Linked DNA regions of Mus musculus: regions 2 and 3 are each linked to region 1. The links are chromatin contacts, called in public Hi-C and HiChIP or PLAC-seq maps. All regions are on one chromosome and are shown on one strand. Each heading gives the region's core, a stretch centred on a gene start, on an enhancer-like site or on the middle of the called end of the contact. The rest is flanking DNA. Distances are from core to core; before and after follow the strand shown.

What was found. Hi-C and Micro-C count contacts between places; a contact is called where the count stands out from the background. HiChIP or PLAC-seq counts read pairs in DNA pulled down with a chosen protein or histone mark.
Region 2: a Hi-C map of conventional dendritic cells shows a contact between it and region 1, with 2.8 times the contacts expected there. The contact joins the enhancer-like site here to the promoter of Amn1 in region 1. A contact is called at or near these places in 9 of 39 promoter capture datasets (the C10 cell line, the HPC-7 cell line, embryonic stem cells and 4 more), 1 of 15 datasets of contacts at CTCF or cohesin (CD8 T cells), 24 of 484 Hi-C or Micro-C datasets (B cells, CD4 T cells, the G1E-ER4 cell line and 14 more), 12 of 115 datasets of contacts at active chromatin or transcription factors (the 230-238 cell line, CD8 T cells, T-cell acute lymphoblastic leukemia and 6 more) and 5 of 9 other capture datasets (adipose tissue, embryonic stem cells, liver and 2 more).
Region 3: an H3K4me3 HiChIP or PLAC-seq map of bone marrow-derived macrophages shows a contact between it and region 1, with 5 times the contacts expected there. The contact joins the enhancer-like site here to the promoter of Amn1 in region 1. A contact is called at or near these places in 22 of 39 promoter capture datasets (the 3T3-L1 cell line, 3T3-L1-derived adipocytes, the C10 cell line and 15 more), 67 of 484 Hi-C or Micro-C datasets (the 3T3-L1 cell line, the AML12 cell line, B cells and 47 more), 27 of 115 datasets of contacts at active chromatin or transcription factors (the 230-238 cell line, CD8 T cells, DN3 thymocytes and 16 more) and 4 of 9 other capture datasets (adipose tissue, bone marrow-derived macrophages, liver and 1 more).

What each region holds. Positions count from the first base shown.
Region 1 is chr6:149,186,527-149,191,114 of GRCm38.p6, forward strand. Amn1 (antagonist of mitotic exit network 1) reads right to left here and starts at 2,186. Exons shown (of 7, transcript NM_001113424.1): 1 at 2,080-2,186. The coding sequence starts at 2,117.
Region 2 is chr6:149,354,703-149,359,290 of GRCm38.p6, forward strand. No RefSeq gene overlaps it. Among named protein-coding and RNA genes, the nearest start is that of Gm38930, 4.3 kb to the left of the region's middle. Within about 2 kb of position 2,544, at least 23 of the 459 cell types and tissues checked have an H3K27ac peak or open chromatin away from gene starts, as enhancers often do. A contact at or near this core is called in the G1E-ER4 cell line, bone marrow-derived macrophages, conventional dendritic cells and 2 more, where this site is marked.
Region 3 is chr6:149,322,270-149,326,857 of GRCm38.p6, forward strand. It overlaps Resf1 (retroelement silencing factor 1), which reads left to right. Exons shown (of 5, transcript NM_026054.3): 3 at 3,136-4,588. The coding sequence starts at 3,189. Among named protein-coding and RNA genes, the nearest start is that of Resf1, 15 kb to the left of the region's middle. Within about 2 kb of position 2,067, at least 29 of the 459 cell types and tissues checked have an H3K27ac peak or open chromatin away from gene starts, as enhancers often do. A contact at or near this core is called in CD8 T cells, bone marrow-derived macrophages, memory CD8 T cells and 3 more, where this site is marked.

The DNA.
Region 1 (4,588 bases), core at 936-3,435:
GTGTCTTAGTCAGGGTTTCTACTGCTGCAATGAAACATCACGACCAAGAAGCACAGTGGGGAGGAAAGGGTTTATTCTGCTTACACTTCGACATTGCTGTTCATCACCAAAGAAAGTCAAGACTAGAACTCACATAGGAACCTGGATGCAAGAGCTGATGCAGAGGCTATAGAGGAGTGCCACTTTACTTGACTGCTTCCCCTGGCTTGCTTAGCTTGCCTTCATATAGACCCCAAGACCACCAGCCTAGAGAGATGGCACCACTCAATGGGCTGGGCCCTCTCCCTTGATTACTAATTGAGAAAATGCCTTATAGCTGGATCTCATAGAGGCAATTCCTCAACTGAGGAACTTTATTTGTGGTAACTCCAGCTTGTGTTAAGTTGACACACAAAACCAGCCAATATACCAGAATAGGTAGAGTCTTCTTTAGCCTCTTTTAAAGCAATGTAACCAACATGTTTTAGGGCTTCAAATTCTGGCCATCTGAGAAACTCATACCTGTGTCAAGCAACCACAAATTCTGTTTACAAACACACACACATTCTTTCTTCCCTTGTGCTTGCATACACATCCCCACACAAACATATAATAAAGGTATTGAAGGGTATTGAGAAGGGAGGTGTCAGTTTCCTAAAACAGCATTCCGGTAATAGTTACTTCTCAGTACCTACTGTCCTTTTCATTCAACAATCTCTTGTGAAAACCTTAAAAGCATTTCAGTATTCTCACCCTTTGTAATGGCTATAAGCTTCACATTGGACATCTCATTTAGTTATTTCCCTTTAGAAAAGCATCCATATTGTTCTGTGGTATGGTAACAATATTGTCAAATTGCTTTCTGGTAAGTCAGCTTTAAGTTCTATCTACACAAACAATTGTGGCATACTTGCAATCCCAGAACTCTATGGGTACAAGCAAGAAGGATCTTGAAGTTCAGGGACATCCTTTGCCACACAATGAATTTCTAGCCTGTTATGCTACATGAGACCCTGTCCTCAAAAAGCCAAAGCCAAAGCTGGTGCTGATAACTCAAGTCTATAATCTCAGCATTTGGAAGGCTGGGGCAGAAGACTCAAGAGTTCAAGGTTAGCCTGACATTGTGGGTCTGAGGCCAGCCTGTGCTACATAAGATTCTGTCTCAAAACAAAAGGGTTGGGGATATAACTGAGTTGGCATTATGCTTGCCTCGGGCTCAGGAGGCTGAGGTAAACTGGGAATAATATAGTGTGTGTCTGTAATCTCAACATTCAGGAAATGAATGAAGAAGGATCAGAAGTTTAAAGTTATCCTTGGCTACACACACAATGTGTTCTAGGCCAGCATAGGCTACATGAGACTGTCTCAAGGAAAAATAAATAGCAACAAAACAATACAGAAGAAAAAGCTGGAACTTAGGCAAGAAATAACATTTGTTTATGTACTGTTAAGTCAACAACGGAACCAATGTAGTCTTTGTAGTTTCCAATTGTTAAACCATTCCTGCTTTTCTGTTAATAGTTTTTCTTTCTAAAAATAGAAATAACAAGTAATACTAAAGCCTGCCTCTAACTCACTATATGGCTGAAGAGCCTTGAACTTCAACTTGAATTCTCAAGAAGTGTTTGGATTAAGGGCTTTACATATGTTAAGCTGATTCTTACAAAGACTCCTTGAGACAGGTACTAATACGCGATTTGCTTGGGTATGCGTGTGTATTACAACATTACCCCGTTAGCTTCGAATTTGTGGCAATCCTGTTTCAGTTTCCGGATAGCTGGGATTATAGGCGTGAACTGCCACGCCCTACTGTTATCCGAATTTTAGAAAGCTCTCCTGTACAATCGGGAGAGATTGTTACTGTTCATGGTCCCAAAGCTAGCGAGTCACGCCGGTATTAGTGGAGGTTTGTTGGTCCAGCCTGGCTCCAGGTTTCTTTTGTTCTGCCTTCACCCTCAACGCCCACCTGAGACAGGCCATCGGGTGGAGCCGCCAGCCCCACGGTGCACCACAGTCCTCAGAGACCAGACACAAAGCCGGGACAAGGACTAGGAGCCAGCAGGACGTGAGGGAAGGGACTGGGAGCTGGGGCGGACTCACAGTTCCAGGAGCTGACTGACTACTCCGGACAAAGGCATCGCGGAAGCCCTCTTAAGCCTGGACGGCAGTTGCGGCCCTCCACAACCAACTTCCGGTCGCGCAGGACTGGTAAACCTAAATGACGTCACAGAGTTGGACCTGGGGCGTGGCCACATTAGGAGCGGAAGAGGAAGTTCAGCGCTCTCTCTGGGCAGAACTGAGGGCTGCTCAGAACTAACTGGCACAAAATGTAGAGGCATCCAAAGCGGGAGCAAAGCCCCCTGGGACTTGTAGTTCTTCCTGCCCGCTATTGCCAGTTACTGCTTCTCCTGCCCAAGAGTCGCCAGAAGTCGCTGTCCAGGCAAAGGCTAATGGCAGGTCACTGCTTTTGCTGGTGCGATGCCAGGTCCCATGAAGCAAACCAAGTCTCTAGTCAGATACAGACACCGACTTCAAACACGGGGTTTACAGGACTGCAGTAGTCATCTCCACAGAGTGCGCCTGAAGCAAGAGCTGAACCATGCAGTCCTGGGTCATTCCAGGAATGGGACATATTAAGGCCTGTTCCGTTTAACATGACTAGCTATTTTGATTTTAGTCTCCATATTGCTCATAAGGTGAAATTAAGTACAGGTTCTCAGATTGTGCTTCCTAGAAGTAATTATTCGTAGCTGACATAACGTTCTCCATAATACTCATGCTCTGTTAGCTCAATACTCTGGAAACCCCTAACTACCACCTTACCCATCTCACTTAGTACCAGTCAGCTTAGAGGGCAGCTCATAATACTGATAAGACTAAGCGACTCTGATCGAACCCTGAGATGGCTCCAGGAGAGGGTATTAGGCCTCAAGGGAGAATTTCTCGCTCCCGACCCCAGGACGATTTCGCAGAAATGACTGACAAAACACTTCTCAGAAAAATCATACAACGTCCTGGCTGAAGGCCACCTGGGCCCTCTGGGGAACGAAGTTACTCTCCCAGGATGATCTGATATTGGCCCAGCCAATCAGCCAAAAGGTCAGCCTAACAACTTATCACCAAGGGCTTAGGTGTTGTTACTGTAATAGGCTTAAAAATGTATAAAAGGTGCTTGTATGTAGGGTCGCCTCCGGTCTCTTGGTCTCTTGCCTGAGAGACCGCTGAAGGTCGATCCCAGCGGACCAGAAAAATAAACCTCTTGCTTTTGCATGGATCTGAGAGTCTCATTTCACTTCGGATGGGGGGGCGGGGGTGTGTGTCTCCCGGCAGGTAATGATACTCTGGGGCTTTACAATGTCTTCTGCACTTGGTTTTCCTATAACCAGTCTGCCCTAGGTAGCACAGTCTGGTTCCCAAGTCCTTTCTATGTCCCTAATCGATAAGCCTGAATTAAGTAGTCAATAAACTTTCATCATATCTGAGATTAGTGTCCAAGTGGTCAGCGTGTGGCTATTCATGGACCCCAACAGGTCATATTCATTATAATCCTTCTAAATTGAAATTCTTTGGCCTGTTTTTCAGATCAGAATGTTAAGGTCTGAGAATTTGGGAATAATTCACTATGAAAACCAAGTTCCAGGCAACACAATTTATTCATAAAACTAGTATATCAGGGAAACAGCTGGGTTCAGAATTCAAACTGTCAGTGGGACAGGGCAGGGCAGGGCAGGACAGGGAAGGACAAGACAGAGCAACCTTTTAAAACAAAACCAAGCCGGGCAGTGGTGGTGCATGCCTTTAATCCCAGCACTTGGAAGGCAGAGACAGGTGGATTTCTGAGTTTGAGGCCAGACTGATCTACAGAGTGAATTCCAAGATAGCCAAGGCTACACAGAAAAACCCTGTTTCCAAAACAAAACAAAACAAAACAAAAAACAAAAAAACAAAAAACCCAAAAACAATAGTAACAAAACCAAAACACAAATTAGGTGAAATAGGGACATGAATAGAGGCAACTAACTGAGTACACGTATACATTGTATCTTTCCAACTGGATTCATACCTGGCACCTTAAGAAGTGGGTTATTATCCATCAAGTACCTCAGATGGCTTCCTGATAACTTGGCTTGGATAGAGACCAGCCAATCAAAGTTTCTTTAGCAACTTCTGGGTTTCAGACATGGCATGTATGGGTGATAACCAACAAAGCATAAGTTGAGATATATATTTCAAGTTCATGTAGGACACCTGGGGCCAGAAGCAGTTTCTGGAAATTCAGTCATTTCTTAGAATCTAGTTTAGTACAAAATGGAGACGATATACAAGGTGGAGTCCCTGTAGCAAGGAGGCCCTCAGCAAGAGCACTCCATACCAATACATAAACTTGGTAAGAATGCCACTGTGGAGAAGACTGGGCCTTCAAAAAGGATCATGAAGGGACCTGGCTCCCCTAGGTAAGACTGACTTTCTTTCTCTCTTCTTTCTTTCTTTCTTTCTTTCTTTCTTTCTTTCTTTCTTTCTTTCTTCCTTCCTTCCTTCCTTCCTTCCTTCCTTCCTTCTGAAAGACTCTGAAAGGAGCCCCTCGCTCAGGCCTCAGGACAATAGCGGA
Region 2 (4,588 bases), core at 1,294-3,793, 170 kb after region 1:
ATAATTCTCAAGGCCGAAGCTTCTACTGTCTGAGGTCGGTTAGGCTTCTTAACCCCTGTTTTCGGTCTTTTTTTTTTTTTTTTTTTTTAAGATTGAATGCCTCAATATTTATACATCTCTATATTTAACTTTAATTAAATTCTTTCTTGTTGCTGTATAAGCCTAATTACAGGCTCTATTTTTGTCGTACCATGGTAGGCAATCCCAGAAATCCCATGTGGCCTCATTTGAGAATTTGCCCTGGCAAGACTTTTAAATATCTTTAAAGCATTTGTTCATTCATTCTCCCTACCTTCTCCCTTCTGTGGAGCTTAATATCTGCTGTGCGTACCATCTGGCTTCCTGCCTCTCCTGAATTCCTTCTAGCAGCTGGCCTGGCTCTTTGCAAAGCAGGGGCTTCCAGCTTCTCAGCTTACACTCTTTGTATCAGTTTCAAAAGAGCAGAAAGAAATCCCCACGTGACTGGGGCAAAATCTATATAAAACCTTCTATCATTAAAAACAATTAAATCACACTTATAAATCTCTATCCTTTATTTATTTGCTGTCTAGAGGCAGGCAGTTTTTACTGTCTGCTTCTTACTGTCTTCTTCCTGTTAGGTGGCCCAGGGTAAATCCCTGCTGGTGGCTGTGTTCCTTTATTCTAGTTTCATGTGACTCAGCTCTGCTCACTGAGACTTATATCATTTGCATGTGTTGATTCCACCCTGGATTCCTTGAATTATTTTTAATAGTGGGTTCTCAACCGTAGTGGTAGACACTTCTTTACAGGAACATACCTTATATAAGAACACCAGCTCTCTGTAAAACAAATTAAAAAAATGTAGACAAGCAAGAATGTTGATTTTTATCTGGTCTACAATGACAGAACTCTATCTCAGGTCTGAAGATCAGAGATCATCTTCAGAATGCTTTTGCCATAGATGTAGAGAGAGAAATTCATAAACTAGAGATAAGGTAATAGTGGAGTTGGTTTACAAGTAGAAATCTTAGTCAGCTGAACAAGCACTATATATTGTAGTTAGCTAGTTTGGAGAGTACAGATAGTTTTAATTTTAGCTAGTCAACTATAACAATGAATAGAGAGTTGGGTGTCCCATGTTTGACTTTGTCATAATGAAAGGAAATCAAATAAAATAAAAGGTTTAAACTAAAAAGGCCTGGGACTTAGACTGCAAAGAAAACAAGCCCGGGCCTGCCTGAGTTTGTCTTGAAGCTAGGTCACTTGGTCATAACGATAAGGGAAGGAATACAGGAACTGGTTCTGACTATCTTGCCTGACTCATTGACCACCTGGCAGGCCGGTGCCTCCTGCTCACCCCCCTTTCTATAGAGAGCATAGTTAAAAGCTGAAACATTAACCAGATGCATTGTCAACTCAGATAAGACACCCCCCAACACACACACTTTAGAATCCTTATATGCCCAGGCCTGCACGTACTACTCTGCTGACTCATAATCATGTTGCTGATGTTTGAATGGGCCAATCATATGTAACCACGCCAATTCTTCCTAGCCCCTAAACCCTACCCTATTAAAACCCCGAGTTTTTGAGTCTCAGGGTCAATTCCTCTGTCTCCTGCATGAGATATGTATCGACCAGGAGCTCCGCCATTAAAGCTACCTCGTGCTTTTGCAACAAAAAGGTCTCTCGTGTTTCTTTGGGTAACCAAAGACTTGAGTGGGGGGGCTCCTTCCTGGGGTCCTACAATAATAGGGGGGGATGTTTTCATGATTGATGGAATTTACCTAAATCCCATGGAGAAGAACGATTCCTCGAGTAAGCTGTTTCTTAAAATGTAAAATAATAGAGGATTTTAAACTATGGGCTTTCCTTTAACATCTGGATTAAATCTCACTGCTTTCACTCATTACAGTACTGCAAATTTTAGCCAGAGGAAGCATTCAGGTCAAAGAAATAAAAGGTACAGAAATAGGGAGAAAGGAAGTCAGATTTCCTTGTTTATAAATATGATTCTTGATTCTTATTTGTGTATTTGTGTGTGTTTGTATGTATTTGTGTGTTTGTGAGTATATGTATGTATGTGTGTGTGAGAGTATGTGTATGTTTGTGTGTGTGTGTGTGTGTGTGTGTGTGTATGTATGTGTAAATGACCAAGCTCGCTCGTCAGTCAACAGGTTCTCCAGCCCAGGAGTGAGGATTAAAAAGAAATATGACAGACAACATTGTAGCATGACCCCAGTCAATTCTGAGACTGAAGGCAAATTTAATTTTCCCAATCCACTTTTTTTTTAAAGACTTATTTTATTATTATGTCTAAGTAACTATAGCTGTCTTCAGACACACCAGAAGAGGGCATCAGATCTTATTAAGGATGGTTGTGAGCCACCATGTGGTTGCTGGGATTTGAACTCATGACCTTTAGAACAGTCAGTTCTCTTACCCACTGAGCCATCTCTCCAGCCCCCCAATCCACTTTTTAATACCATTTTAATTACATGCAAGTATTTAGGGTGAGTAGTACAATGAGGAACTAGCAAGACAATAGTCAGGGACAAGCTAGACAATAAACACAAAGCCCCATGACCACTCCAGTGATAGCTGTTTCTAAGGATGATCAAGATATCTGAGCCTACTTCCTTGTTCTACCCTAAAGCCAGATTCTTACTTCCTTGTCCTTGGCCAATGTCAGGTTCCTGCCTAAGCTTACTTCTTTTTTTTTTTTTCTAAGCTTACTTCTTTGTCATGCTCTAGTGTCAAATTCCTGCCAAGACCATTGGCCCATTTCCTTGTCCTTGGCCAATGTCAACACTCCAAAGGGCTCTCTGCATGTATGTTTGTATGTTTGTGTGTGTGTGAGTATATGTGTATGTATGTTTGTGTGTGCATGTGTGTGTATGTTTGTGTGTGTGTGTATATGTGTGTGTTGAGTCAGGGTTTCTTTATGTAAAAGCTCTGGCTGTCCTGAAACTTGCTTTGTAGACCAAGTTGGCCTTGAATTCACAGAGATCCACCTGTTTATGTCTGGGATTAAAAAATGTGTGCCTGCCGGGAGTGGTGGCACACGCCTTTAATCCCAGCACTCCGGAGGCAGAGGCAGGCGTATTTCTGAGTTTGAGGCCAGCCTGGTCTACAAAGTGAGCTCCAGGACAGCCAGGACTACACAGAGAAACCCTGTCTTGGAAAAAAACAAAACAAAACAAAACTGTGCCATCATGCCTGGACCTAAATATGATTCTACACATTGAAAACTATAAGGAATTCATCAAAAGACCATTAGTATTGACAAAAAGATTCAGTAAAGTTGCAAGATACAAAAAATTCCACATACCAAAAATCATTGTTTTGTTTCTCACACCTTTCTCTTTCTGGCTCCCCACCCCCCACCCCCGGGCCCTAAAACAGGATCTCTAGCATAGGTTGTAGCTGAAGATGACCTTTCTGATTTTTCAGCTTCCATTCCACAAGAGCTACGATTACAGTGGTGCATAACTGGTTTATGAAGTGCTGGAGACTGAACTCAGGGCCTCCTACATGCTAGACATGCATGCATACCAATTGAGATACACTCCCAGCTAGAGTAGTTATATTTTTATGTACTAATTATTTAATTGCTGAGAGATTTTAATAAACCCATTCATAATAGCTACAAAAAAATTAAATTTCAAAGGATAAATTTAACCAGGAAACTGAAAACCTTTACAATGCAAAGTATACTGAAGAATAAAGATAAAAAATTACTGAACTCTTCCTCACCCCAGAGCCCGACCCCTCCCATCTAGAGATTGTTCCCAGAACACTCCTGAACTCTTCACCCCAGAATGCATTCCTGAACTCCTCACCCTAGAGTTCGAACCCTCCCAACTAAAGACTGTTCCAAGAACATTTTTGAGATAAGGGCCTCCTGGAACAACCTCAGAATGAACCGGGTACATTGCCAAATAATAGGACATGACCCCTTAGTTACGTAAAATTCCCTTGGCAGAACCCCTTAGTTATGCAAACTTGTACTTTCCCTGCCCCGCTCTCCCCCCTTGAGTTTTTCCTATATAAGCCTGTAAAAAATTTGGCTCGAGGTCGATTCTCCTCTACACCATACTAGGTGTATGAGTTTCGACCCCAGAGCTCTGGTCTATGTGCTTTCTTGCTGTTGCTTTATTAAATCTTGCCCTCTACATTTTGAGTTCGGTCTCAGTGTCTTCTTGGGTCCGCGGCTGTCCTGAGGCTTGAGTGAGGGTCTCCCTTCGGGGGTCTTTCAATACCCTGATGAAAGGAATTGAAGATATACACACTCACACATACACACACACACAAATATGAAGACCTAATAGGATTTATAGTGTCAATACAAACAATGCCTTATAGAACTAGAAAAAAATAATTCTAAAATTGCCAAAGCAATATTTAATTGAAAAAGAATAGGGAAGTGTCTGGAGAGATGGCTCAGTGGTCAAAAGTGTTAACTGCTATTGACTTTTGTTGACTTGTGCAGATCTTGTGTGTGGGACTTGGATCTGAGAACCTTTGAGAAGTGGGCAGACTAGTTTAATGCTTTAGACAACCCTATTTCAGTTTCAGTGTGTGTGATATGTATATGAACGTAACAAAGAAAGCAACGATCCAAGGA
Region 3 (4,588 bases), core at 817-3,316, 140 kb after region 1:
GTAAAATATATTTCAGTAGATAAATTTTAAGAAAATCCTATATTTTGGCTCAAAAAACCAACTTATGCTCTTAGTAATTTTCTATTGCTGTGTAGACAAGACACCATGATTAAGACAATTTAAGCAGTAGCTGAGAGCTTTTATCTTGGTCCATCAACATGAGGCATAGAGAGCTAACTTGGAAGGGTGTGGCTTTAAAAGCCACTTCTATTAACAATACCCCCATTTTCAAAACCTCAAAAATCCATCCCAATTAACATTACCCCCAGTGACCCACCTCCTCCAAAAAGCCACATTTCCTCATCCCATTCAAATAGTACCACCAAATGGTGGGAACTAAGCACTCATATATATGAGCCTACATGAACCATTCTCATCCAAATCACTACATGCTCCTATGAAATAACTAAAATATATAGGATGTAAGAGTGTTTACTATTTAACCAAGTAGACCCAAATTTAAGTCCCTAGCACCCATGTAAGAGCCAGGAATGGACATTTCATATAGGCTAGCTGGCCAAAGAATTCCCAGATCCAGTGGTTTCTATTCTCCAACCTCCATCATGGGGTTACCAGGATGTATAGCTGTTTTCAGTTGGTCATGGTTGAACATGCTTTGTAATTACAGCACTTGAGAAGTAGAGAGGCAGGAGGATCACCTCAAGTTAATAGTCAGATAAGACAAAATAGTGAGACCCAGTCTCAAATCTGTTGGTATTTGGGGAGCTTTGTCCAGAACTGGAACAGTGGTAAAGTACTGATAACATTTTGTACTATGTATACACACACACAAATACACACACATACAACATAGCAAAATGTTCAGCCAACGTTCTTGATTCAGCAGCCTTGAAGTCCAGAATTTTTGTGTATCTTAAAGTTTATCTTCAGGGTATGCTCCTTGTAGGTTCCTTTGGTTTGCCAGCAACTCTAGCGTGTCTTCACATAATCCACATGGTTTTAATGCTGTTTTCTCATATTCATATAACACTTGTGACAACAGGAAGTTTTCTTCCTGCCAACTCATTCTCTAGGTTTTGGGGTTTGTGTGTGTGTGTGTGTGTGTGTGTGTGTATACATTCTGGGTATCCTGCTCTCCCATCCAATCCTGTATCATCAAATTCTACTAGTTAAACGGCTCAGTTCCACAAGACAGTCCCAGATCCCATTCCTGGAAGTCTTGCATTTCTAATGACAATTGTAAAATTAAGGGGTGTCTTATGACGGTCCTTTCTTTTTATACTCAATAAAACTGAAGGATGAGGTGGCTATGACAAGCCTTTTTTTTTTTTTTTTTAATGGCTTAGGTGGGGTTTTCATTTCTAGTCAGAACACACTACCCTCTCAATACTACCTTGTATCACATCTCACTCAATAGTGGTGTTTGCAGAGTTAAGCTCTGCTGCTGTTTCTAAAGCTATGGGTGGGGTTGAAAGTTCTATCCTTTTGGTGCTGACTGCCTCCTGGGTGGGTTCTTCCTCTTATCTCAGTAGTGTACACTCAGATGTAAGCAAAAGAAGGTCTTGACGAAAGGAAAAGAAGATGCCCCTGTCAGCCAGTGCATTGCAAGTGATGTAGTTTTGTACTAGGAATCAAATATGTTTTTCTTTTTTTTTTTTTTTTTTTTGTCTTTATGACTAGGCTAGTACAGCCCCAGACAGCATAGGGTCCTGGAAGCGTGGCAGTGCTAGACAGACCTCTGGCTTCACTTCAAGAATGATTAAGTTTTCTTTTTCCACAGCTGTTCCTGCAGCAGTTTAGCTATCTACTAAAGATAGAATTGAATGTAAGGCTTCTTTGCCCTGTTCTCTGAGTTCCTCTTCCGTACTTCTCTAGTCTTGTGGTCTTGTTTGTGCTAGAGGACGTTTCTACTTAGACATCATCTCATGCCTGCAGTGTTCTGAAGTCATGTAGTCACACTTTAGTCAGAGTTTGTGCTTAAGAAAGAAACTGCAGACCATCTGGACCCCCATAGTTTTAACTTTTTACTTTGAGATTGGGGGGGTCCACTGAGTTGCCCAGGTAAGCTTCCTTAAACTTACTGTCTGCCTGCTTCAGCTTAATTATAGACATGTACAACCAGTGCTGGCTCAAGTACACTTCTTGGTATGTCAGGAGTGATATAGCCACAAGTAGAATGTTATGTAAGTAGATAACATTTTTAGTGAAGTAAAATAACCTGCCTGTGTATGATAATGAAATACAAACAGTAGATTGAGTTTGGTACGATTCCATTTGTCTTAAAAGATGTTTTTGGCTGGGCGGCGGTGGCGCACGCCTTTAATCCCAGCACTTGGGAGGCAGAGGCAGCCCGATTTCTGAGTTCAAGGCCAGCCTGGTCTACAGAGTGAGTTCCAGGACAGCCAGGGCTACACAAAGAAACCCTGTCTTGAGGTGGGGGAGGGGGGGGGTTAGATTTTGTTTGATTTGTTTTTTGATTTTTTGGTTTTTTTGTTTTTCAGATAGGGTCTCTCCACATTGTCCAGACATTTTCACAGTCTTGTTTAGCTTCTTCAGTAGCTGAGAGTAAGGTGGGAAGTTTTATTTATTAATTTTTGTTTATGCTTAGAAATTTTATGAGAAGATAGTATTGTGTACTTCAATATAATTATGTGTTGGGGATGTTCAGTAAGAAATTTTTATGTAAGCTTTGCTTTACAACTAGCATGGATTGCATGGACTAAAGAAATTATCAAAATAAGTGGAAACAGGTTAACATACCTAGTTAGTGTTAGAGCGAATGCTTAGCATGCCTGAGACTCTAGTCCATCACCTACACCTCAAAAATAATAAAAGTAGAAAAGTACCACTTAAATGTAACGGGGTGATAGCATCTTTCTTCAGAGTGGTTCTTTATCATTGATCTTGACATTTTTCTCAATTATTGTTGCAGCTTGCTATACTAATTCTCTTTCCAGATTAAGTGTACAGCTTATTAATTTGAGGTCCTTCTTTAGTTACCATAGACATGGTTTGTTTCTAATTTTTTTTTCCAAATTTTGTCTAGGCAGTGTGATTATTATAAGTTTGAAGCCAATCTGGTCTACAGAAGAAGTTCTAGGCCAGAAAGGCTGTCTCAAAGGGAGGTTGAGAGAAAAGTTTTTAATAAAAGATCTTTATTTGTATTTCTTGCAGATTTATGACATTCAAAACCACAGACTTTACAATACTGCTAAGTCAGATCAACTATGAATTGGAATACAAAACAAGAGAATGTTCCCAAACCCCCACCATATTCTAAAACCCAGTCATCTATCTTGCAGCATTTTTTAATGACTTCTACAACATCTCAAAGTTCTTTCAACTATTCTCCCCATAACCAAGAAGCATCTCAAACTTCTTTCAACTATTCTCTCCATAACCAAGAAGCATGCATGTATTCTGGGAATTCAAATTCAGTTTCACAGCCACTTCTGAGCGGCAGAAATTATATAACTCCTCAGACTCAGATCTCTGTTTCTAATATGCCTACCAGAACAATTGTGGCCTCACAGTCTTCAATGGAAAGAGTTGTATCTACAAATGGTAAAGGACCACAACAACCAAACCACAATTTGCAAACAGTGTCTTCAGGAATTATGCAGAATGTCTGGTTGCCTTCCCATACAGAAGCAACCATATCTCATAATCCCGACGGAGGGACTAATATGCCTTACATGCATCCACCACAGAATCAGCTTGTCACATCAGATACCTATTCTATGCAACTACAAATGGCTCCTTTACATTCTGGAAAAGTACCTATGACACATCAAGGAAGTCAGGGACTTAATCACTTCATACCAGATCAGTTGGTTGACTGGACACAGTATACATCCAACGAACTTTCTTATCCTGAATACAGGCCACCTCCAAAGCAATACTCCTACATACTGCCAGCTACTACATCATTACAAGTTAAAAATAATCAGCTCCCAACTTATACACAGAGCTTACAGTCAAAGCATTCTGTACCTTTGTCATCACATCAGTATGCTGCAGAAGCCAGCAAAAGACTCTCTGCCCTTCCTTACAGCTGTAGATATGAAAACCAACATGTGCAGAATGCTCAGCCTGTTTCTAAACACTTGCCTATGGAAGTTCCTCAGAGTTCAGAAGTGCACTCATCTGAAAAAAAGAAAGATACTTACAGAGGCTTTAAGCAGCAGTGGCAGAACCCTAATGAGAAAGTCAGCATTGGACAATTCTCTGAGGTGAAAATAAATATCAAGCAGCCTTACAGTGAATCTGTTAGACCTTCTGGGGATGGTGTTCAGGCACTTGTTCAAAATAATCAAGAAAAAAGAAAATATACCTACAATCCTAATACAAATCAAGTAATAGATACAAATGCCACAAAAGAAAAGCTGGTGAGGGATATTAAATCTCTAGTAGAAATCAAAAAGAAGTTTTCAGAACTTGCAAGAAAAATTAAAATTAATAAAAGTCTTTTGATGGCAGCTGGTTGTAGTAAAACAGCTAATACTTCTTATACTGAACCAATTCAGCATTCTGAATTTTCAGCAAAAGAAATGTCTGCTAAAAATGGCAATGACTGTTCCATGGAATTGCTAGCAACATGTCTTTCTCTTTGGAAAAACCAACCTTC